Regions from separate parts of the Zea mays genome. Here regions 2 and 3 are each linked to region 1. Evidence: chromatin contacts called from public Hi-C data. All regions are on one chromosome and are shown on one strand. Each heading gives the region's core, a stretch centred on a gene start, on an enhancer-like site or on the middle of the called end of the contact. The rest is flanking DNA. Distances are from core to core; before and after follow the strand shown.

Evidence for each region. Hi-C and Micro-C count contacts between places; a contact is called where the count stands out from the background.
Region 2: a contact with region 1 is called in a Hi-C map of tassel, with 2.3 times the contacts expected there. The contact joins the promoter of LOC100272586 here to the promoter of LOC100174971 in region 1. A contact is called at or near these places in 2 of 25 Hi-C or Micro-C datasets (ear and tassel).
Region 3: a contact with region 1 is called in a Hi-C map of tassel, with 3 times the contacts expected there. The contact joins the promoter of LOC100192746 here to the promoter of LOC100174971 in region 1. A contact is called at or near these places in 3 of 25 Hi-C or Micro-C datasets (ear, endosperm and tassel).

What each region holds. Positions count from the first base shown.
Region 1 is chr1:68,557,743-68,560,721 of Zm-B73-REFERENCE-NAM-5.0, reverse strand. It overlaps LOC100174971, which reads right to left and starts at 1,270. Exons shown (of 7, transcript NM_001134282.1): 1 at 1,084-1,270; 2 at 654-796; 3 at 413-553. The coding sequence starts at 746.
Region 2 is chr1:68,152,183-68,155,237 of Zm-B73-REFERENCE-NAM-5.0, reverse strand. It overlaps LOC100272586 (Os10g0351100-like protein), which reads right to left and starts at 1,668. Exons shown (of 2, transcript NM_001147049.1): 1 at 1,257-1,668; 2 at 1-696. The coding sequence starts at 1,649. The coding sequence ends at 526.
Region 3 is chr1:68,067,187-68,070,430 of Zm-B73-REFERENCE-NAM-5.0, reverse strand. LOC100192746 (histone H3) reads right to left here and starts at 1,463. Exons shown (of 5, transcript NM_001137945.3): 1 at 1,172-1,463.

The DNA of each region.
Region 1 (2,979 bases), core at 21-2,520:
TAAGAAATACTGAACTTGGCATGGAAGCTTAATTATCATACTAGCAAGCAGTGATACTGAAGTTAGTTTTACACTAATTCTTATAACATAGCAGAGAAGCTGATGCTGTTCTACTAGTAAACAATTCTATTGAGTACTGTGAATGTTAGCCAACAGAGCATATCTTTGCTTTCTGAAAATTCTATTGAGCATTCCATATAACTAGATTATATATATTCTGCTGGAACGCAAAAAGATGCTAGGTTAATAACTAAAGCAACCACATCCTAGTAATTTGAATTTATGACATGTATTTCCCAGGCATTAGAAACCCTGATATAGCACCAAACTGACAAGACTCAAATATCAACGATCGTAGGGTGGTGCCACGGCAACAGAAGGCTCACTTTACTACGTACGTAAACGTTCTTACCTGACCACCTAGATCCCAGAAAACAAGTTTTGCCTTTGCGTCTTCGATGCGGCCAATGTTGAGCCCAACTGTTGGAACGACACGGTCAGGCGGAAGTCCTTCCCCCTTGAGATATATCGATTTCAACTTCTCCAGCAAAGTCTATGGCAACGGTTCCAGAAACATCGTGTACAGGTAAGTATCATCAATTTCTAGTTCAGAAAGGGAAATATATATATGAAGGCTGGGAGCTAGCAGCTACCGTCTTGCCAGCTCTGTCAACACCAAGAATCAGAACACGGAACTCGTCCTTGGCGAACACATACTTCCACAGGCCATAGAACAAGGAGAACATTTCCGCTTATATATACATCCGGAGATAAGCAACCGCCAGCACGTTACGTCCTGAAAAACGAATCATACGTTACAAACATTTTCTCCGATCAGTAACAGTACGCAGCCAAAAGCATGTACGCCCCAAATTGCCAGACGCAAAACTAGAACCATCCTCATAGTACAGGGCCGCAGCATGATGGGCAGCATTTCAACCTGCGGGGGCGCCCAATCCACAACGAAATGGTATCGACCGAGTAAAAATAAGGGGAGAGGATATAACTTAACTGAACCATCGGGCGGGAGAGTACAACTACAGACTACAGAGGGGAGAGGATGTTGAGATCTAGATAGCTCACCGGAGCGCCCGAAGACTCCTTGATCGCGCCGCTTCAGACGACACCACCCGCTCCCGTGTGGACTGGAGCGCGGGAGGCTGAGGGCGGGTTTTGAGCCGCGCGGCGGTGGGAGCGCGCCCACCGGAGTTAGGAACTGGGGCACTCGCCTCGCCAGTCGCCACACGGCTTGGGTTCGGTTGACTCGATGGGCGTCACGGTGGGCGACTTGGAATTGGAACCCACGCAGGAGCAGGACCCGTGGGGCCATGATCGATGGGTCCTGCAGGATTCTGGGACGGGAGGCCCTACCGCTCAGTGAGGTTATCGTACTGCCAGTGGGAATTCGTGATGTGACTGTACCAGTGGTTGACCCGGAAGGAAGGCACTGGCTGGCAGGAGGGCTTTGCCATTAATAAAAACATAAATTATTGCATCTGACAAGTTTAGTGGAGAGCTAACGGTGCCAAATGTTGCGCTTGCCTTTCTACCTGCAGTCAGTCCTATTCAGCCCAGCTCATTTAGCCCGGTCTCGGACTCTCGGCCCACATGGCAGCCCATACCATGACACTCTCCACCTCTCGAAATGTCAGCCCATACCATGACATTCACTTAAGGGGTGTTTGAATGCACTAGAGCTAATAGTTAGTAGCTAAAATTAGTTGAGACATCCAAACACTTTAGTTAATAGTTCAACTATTAGCTATTTTTGGTAAATTAGTTAATAGTTAGATAGTTATTTGTTAGCTAGCTAATTCCACTACCAATTTTTAGCCAACTAACTATTAGTTCTAGTGCATTCAAACACCCCCTTAGCCTGGTCTTAACAGAGTAGAAGAGATGTCAGCACCGACAACCTGAAACCTTTGCTACTCAAGTGCAATTGATGGACAAGTGCTTTCCTTGTTCTTCGGGTTTACCCATGGACCCAGTATGCACTCCAGAAATGGAAAAGTCAAACTCTTCGTCAACCACTAAAGTTAGTTGCTCATGTTGTGTTGCACCTTCTGAGTATGGCCGACAAGTATTCCACCGTCTCCAGAACAAATGTTCACTGCAGCTGTGGTTGGTACCACCATAGAATGGAAAATCCACCACTCGGTTTGGACATCCTATCTATAATCATCCTTGTAAAGCTATAACCATCCTCATCCCGATACTCGTACTCATCATAGGTATAAGATTCATCTCATACCTATCACCATTCGGGTATCGGGTTTCCAATGGGTCCTTATCCTCGATAAAAAAATTATTATCACATTATATTTTATATGACATTACTAGCTACACGACACCCAACGACAATACATTACCAATAAATCTGACATGTAATAAGGACAACATTGTTTAACCATACAAAACAATAAAAACAAAGTGACACGTTGCCTGGTGGGCGGGGCGGCTGGTGGCTGGCCGCCTAGGTTGGGTGGATGAGTGCTTAAAAGGGTTGGGAGAGGTAGGATTAGTTGTTGTGCTTATTGCCTATATTGAGATGCACACCTATTTTTTTGGGTGAATATTATCTATAGATAATCCAGTTTGGATTCTACTTTCTGAGAGCACCTAGAGAGGAGGTTAGTGTAACTCTAAACTCAAACTTAGTCCAAAGTTAGGAGGTTAGTGTAACTCTAAACCAAGTTCAAGAGAGAAGAAGAGAGAAAAGTCATTTTCACTTGATTGCTCTTTCAAGATGTAAATTAGACTAAGAGCAATATTACAAATGAATTTGGAGAACTTAGAAAGAAAGAAAATCGCAAGAAAGTAAATGAACAAGTAACACACACGATTTTATCTCGTGGTTTGGCCAAGCCTGAAATGCTTGCCTACATCCACGTTGTGGTATCCTCTTAGACAAGGGTTGCTTTCAACCCTCTCAATTGATCCAAAGATCGAACTTGAGTGACAAGGTCTTCCTTATAT
Region 2 (3,055 bases), core at 419-2,918, 410 kb after region 1:
ATGTCATAGGATGTTTAACCAGGAACTACTACACTATTTCCCTTGTGCATGAATTGACTTTAAATATGACATGTCAACTCATTAGTTGTATAAGAGATGAAGGGTAATTAAAAATTTAATACACCCTTCTCATAACCTCGTAGCTCTATTTAAATGGGAAAATTTTGGGCCGACCTCCTTCAGAATCCTAAAATTCCCTGAGGAAATTTATTCACTCCACCATTTCAATCAAGATAAAATGGCCAGCCCTTGTTGGAAAATGTAATCACACTTCCCAATCAAGCAATAGCTAACCACTATTTTAGAATATAAGGAAATAACCTTATGTGTTCACATAACTTCATAACAAATTCAATTGGATATACTGAAGAACTGAAACATAGCAAGATCTTGATGTACAGTAATTGTATGTTAAGAAAGGTTGAAGCAAGGCTTGTACCTTATTGCATCCAAACAAGATTTGTATGCGGCATGCTGCAAAAACTGCATGTCTCGACAAAACATATCAGTATTACCATCCACCTTTTAGTCTTGTAGTCTGAATCTGTTTCCCCACTTAATAAGAAGCTCTTCAATATCAGCATCCATTCTAGTACCCCTACCTCCCCACACCAACATGTGACCAAGATCACTGATTGATGATCCATCAACCTCATGAACTGCTTTGAAACCCATCCTCATGTAAAATCTAACGAGCTGGCAACAACGAAAAAAGTTTCAAATGTTTTGTTCGAGTTCACCACGGGAAGTATCATGCATTCAAAAGGCAAGCATGAATTTTGTGGATCTTACAAATCTGTACATCTAGTAGTTGCAGTTTGCTGTTTTAGATCATTGCATCCCATTAACTAGCAGAAAAAGAATATTATTCATTTTGTTTTGAAAAGGAAGGTAATACCAAGAATGATTATGGGAATTGACATGAACAGGGACACATGCTTAGTTTTCAAGCAAAAACGCGTGAAGCAACTATTCAAATACTGGAACTATATATTGTCAATAGCTATACTTCAAAACTCAATACCAGTATTTTCAAACCGTACGCATCCTTGCACCTTGCTTCTCCATGTAAAACATTTGACACAGAAAATCAATGTAAATTTATGGGCCGCAACACCGCACTGCCAATACTGGTTGATGTAGCGAATGAATTTAATGGCAGAACAATTGATCTTGACCACTACACTGCAAACTCTGAAGCAACAATCGCTCACGAAAGTTATTCGTCGAGGGGGGGATAGAGACTGCGGTTATACCTTGTCGTGGTACAGCGGCGTGTCGTTGATGGCGAGCAGCTCGGCGCGCTTGCACCCGGCGTCGAAGCCGTGCCGCACGGCGACGGCACCGAGGAACATCCCCAGGCCGAACAGTGGGCGGTCCGGGACGCTCAGCGTGGCGCGCGTCATGCGCATGGAGTCGAGGTGCAGCACGGCGCCGCCAGGCCACGGGCGGATGCCGCCCTGGGCGCGGCCAAGCTCCACGGCCTCCCCACCCTCACCGCGGGTGGCCGTGACGCGGAAGAAGGGCCCGGCCGTGCGAAGGCACACGCGCATGCTCTGCGCGCGCGACGACGCCATGATGTCCTCCATGGTCGGGAGGGGCGCCGTCGGGCGCGCGGTGGGAATCGCTGGGGAGGTCGGTGCGGCCATATCAGAGAAGTGGAGGGAGTGGTGGGGAGAGCAGAGAGCTCTGCCGCCCGGTGGATAATATTAACTTCACAACAAAAATATGCGATTTGAAAATGTGTATGCTATTGTTCTAAATTCTGACCTGAGATAAGGGAGTGTTTGGAGGGAATAAACTAAACTTCAGTTCGTATTTCGCATGCTAAATAGAAGATCTAAACATAAAGTAATTTATGGTCTAAAAACTAATAGAGGCTAACTGATAAACAGAAGTCAACATAAGAAAGTTTTTTTAGTTAGTTCCCTTTCTCCTACACGGGACCACCAAAATGTGCCTTCATGTCACTATGATTATAAGGTTGGTCCCCTTTGATGGCTTATACACCTCATAAGTGCTCGACTGCTGCAACTCCTAAATCCTGCTCCACTATACTATACAAGTCAACTAGTGGAATAGCTCTCAACGTGTGTCTGATCAATGCCTTAGGCCCAGGTGATATTGTCTCGTCCACTTTGTATCATTAGGTTGTCTCTAGCAGCTCTCATATCACATATACTATTTTAATCTTTATTCTTCAAATAGTGTCATTTATAGTATCACGTGTCAGAGTTCCCTGTTTTACACGATACACCAAAGACACATTTATAACCCACATGTGGAACAAAGGGGACTATCTTGTTGAAACACACTTCATACTTCGTCACTGTCTTCTTATTCTACACTTATTCCTTTTTAAAAGAACCTATAGAAGAGCTGCCTATTATATTAAAAAGAAAGGAAGCGGCGAAGGAGGGTCGATGTTATAAGAGGTATACAAATGTACAAGCAGAAAAAGAAGAAAACTCCACGAGCAAGTCTATCTTCATCTTATCAATAGAAGTGACTGGCTAAAATCTCTGCTCAAACTGCCTCACAAGTGTGTGTTTAAAACAAAATATTTTTGAAGTTTTGAGGTAAAACCATGTTATTAAGAAATACCATAGTATCTTTTGCCAAGAGGAGTTTGGCTACATTGTAAAAAATTTGTTTTAAATACCATGGTATTGTAGATACCATGGTATTTTTGGATTATATGAAACTCTACTCTATCCTAAAGTTTTTGTCTATGACTACATGTATATTAATTACCATGGTTTGAGATATTTTATCTCCAAACATGTATTGCTAAGAGTAATGTAAAAAATACTATGGTTATATTATGACATCTTATGACTGTAGTATTCCAAAACCATGGTTTTGAAATACTTTGCTTCTAAACACACCCCATATCCAATTGGAACAGTGGGTGGGCAGTGGGCTGCATGCACACCTTTCCACCAAATCTCCTTTAGGGCCTGTTTGGAAATGCAGTTTTAAAATATTGTAGTTTTGAGATACCATAGTTTATAATTGTACATGACACAAATACTATAGTATTACTTTACTATAG
Region 3 (3,244 bases), core at 214-2,713, 490 kb after region 1:
AATAACTCTCAGCTATAATCATTTCCAATCGGTCACCTTGGTTATCATTATTTCATTATTTATAAATGAAATATAAGATAGTTCAGGTACAATAGAACAACAAGCATTTTGTTCAAACATATTTCTAATACTATATAATAGAATTTGAAGATATTTGTTGACTGAACAACTAGCACTATAACTGGACCGCCCTATAGAACAGTACTCCAAATAACACCATGACTAGTAACAAATGTTTAAGAAACAAAAACCATTAAATCATACTCAACGACCTGATTAATAAAATGTTCGATTAGCAGACAACCTGTCGGCTATTATCATGAGCTGACTTGGTGGATTGAAATAAAAAAAGCGTCAGCTGTGTGACAGGGGCAAGTAAATTAACCAAGTCCACTAAATCAAACAGAATTACAGAAAACAAAAAATATATAATCGGTATTACATAACAAATCACTTACAGACCATTAAATACAATCCAAATTAGCTACCATAACATCCATGTGTCGAATTCATAAATTAACCTACCTAAATTCCTGAGAGTGAGTGAACTATGTGAATAAGCACTAAAGCCCTAAATTCACCTACCTACAATCAAGATGGAGGATGCAATTCCACGAGAGAATAAAAGCATGGATCGCTACAACTAAATGGAAGAACAATAGCCGAGTCCATAAATCAGAAGTTCTAATATACGAACTTCCGAGTAGCATCCAATGTGTGAACCACTTAAATCTCCAATAACAACAAAATCCAAAGGGCGCTAGAGCCATGAGTACAACCACCCTTACATTCACCTACAAAACCTAGCAGCACCACGATCCTGCAAGAGATCGTAATAGCTCTGCCAAGATCACCTCCATAATCGCTACAGTACCCAACCAGTAGACCCAAACCCAGTTGGAAGTACCCCTACCGACGCGTGACAAGCAGTATCCGCGCAAGTCGAAGGAGACCGAAAGGCAACCCTAGCACACCATAGCCGCCGGCCGCTGCAGTGCATCCAGCGGAAGCCCCAACTCGGCCGATCCCCAAAACGCACGAGTCGAGTCAAAAAAAAATAAAAAATAAAACATGCAAAATTCACACGATCGCAAGAACCACCACGGAACGCCGCCTTCTCGAATTAACGAAACCGCCGAAAGAGGGAAGAGGGAACGGGCTCGAGTCATACCTCTCCCGCTTCTTCGGTCTCTCCGCACGCTTCGAATCGGGTGGTCGCCGCGCGAGGAATGGGAGGCCGGAAAAGTACAGTAGGCTGGCCGCGGGGTCTTATTTATAGAGCGGCATCCGTGTGGTATATCCGGTTCGCGCTGGGTGGGCCGTCTGGATCGGTTGTGAGTGTGTTTCTTTGATGCTATCGGACGGCCAGGAGCGCTTTAGGCTCGTGGCGAGGATCGCCAGCTTGGAATGCTGCGCTCCGATTGGTTATGACCTATGCTCGCGGATCGAGGATTCGCTTGTGTGCTGGGAGCCCGTGAGAGCAAACACACTATAATGGCTGTATGTCTACTTAAGTCATGTATAATGTGTGTATTGAGTTATATTTTTGAATGTGCACAGAGAGATGATTGAATGTGTATATAGGGATGAATGTAAAAATCTCAAGACATGTATCTTGACGAAGACACAGTGTCTTAGCTCTATGTTCGAGATAGTAGACTAGCTAATTGGTCGCTTTAATTTATTAAATACTATGATTGGTTAAATGAATATGGTAAGACATATGTTTTATACATGCCCACTATATTATGTTGTGTTTTAGTTATGTATTATACTTAAAGTACCGTGTAACAGTGTCTAGGACTCTAGGTTGTACATGTCCTTAGAGCACGTACAACCTTAAATAGTACTTTAAATATAAGACACAGCTAAAACATAATATAATACAGTAGATGTGTCTAAAACATATGTCTTACTATATCCATTATATCAATCAGAGCATTCAATAAATTAAATTGACCAATAAGCTAGTCTCTTGTCTCGAGCATAGAGTCAAGTCACGGTGTCTTTGTCAAAATACATGTCTTGAGTTTTTTTAAATTTTTCTCCTTAGACACTCGAACATATAGCTAAAGACACCCTTTGTATATGCTCTTACATGACATTTTTTATTATCTGGAGGAGAGACATCAAAAAAAAAAGAGGGTAAGCTCTTCTGCAAGAGATAAGTGTTACACGGGCTTCAAGATAAAAGGGCGAAAGAGAAACAGACAAAGAATTAATCTAAAACCCAACCTAAGAGCCAGTTTTATTATATAAATGCTCTCACGTGAAGTTGCGGTGTCGGAGAGACAGCCGGAGGGCGCGGGAGGTTGCCGCGTCGCTGTACCCCTGTAGCAGCCGTTGGATTTGGTGGGACCCAAGGAGGATGGGTGACCTGTGTGTTTCGTCATGTGCTACTTTCCAATCATGCGTTAGAGCTAGTGATGGATGCGAATTTCCAAATATCCGAAACATACAATATCTGAATTTATTTGCTGTAGTGTTAATATAGATACATATTTATGTCTGATTTAATTATAAGTATTACATAGATGTATCTGAGTCCATTTTTAAATATTACTCTCTATCTGGTTCTAAATATTCGATAACATGTATATGTAAAATACAAATTATATTGAAACATCTAGGTCGTATAATTATAACTATTTAAATATAAATAAATTAAATATGACAAATCACATATATTATTATTTTAAATTTATCTATAATGTTGGAGACTTGTTATCAAATGCTAAGAGTTAAGAACAAGGCAACACAGAAAATATTAAACCTTAAAGTCCTTCGTCCTTCAAAGCATTATTTTACTTGGGATATAATGATTTTCGGACGAAGGTTATGAAGGACATACCTTCATAAACATTACATATCATAATGAAGAAGGAATTACATGGAATATAAAAGATAACATAAACAGTTATGTGTTATTATCAACTCATTTCTACTTTATTGCTATGGAAAAATAGGAATGACATCGGGTTACAAATGTACCTTTGACTTAAGAGAAGGTAAAAGTACAAGCGTGACGCAAAAGCAAATGCCAAGTCAGCGTGAACAGTACAGGGTTATTGTTCATCTATTTATAGGCACGGGACGTAACCCATGTAAAATTACACCTATGCCCTTTACATCAGCTAATAACTCTATAATAATTCATCAAGGTCTAAATAGCCTTTTCATCTTTAAGTCGGTTTCTCTTTCCGCTATTATGCTGAAGCTCTTCTCCACACAGCTTCGGCTCTGC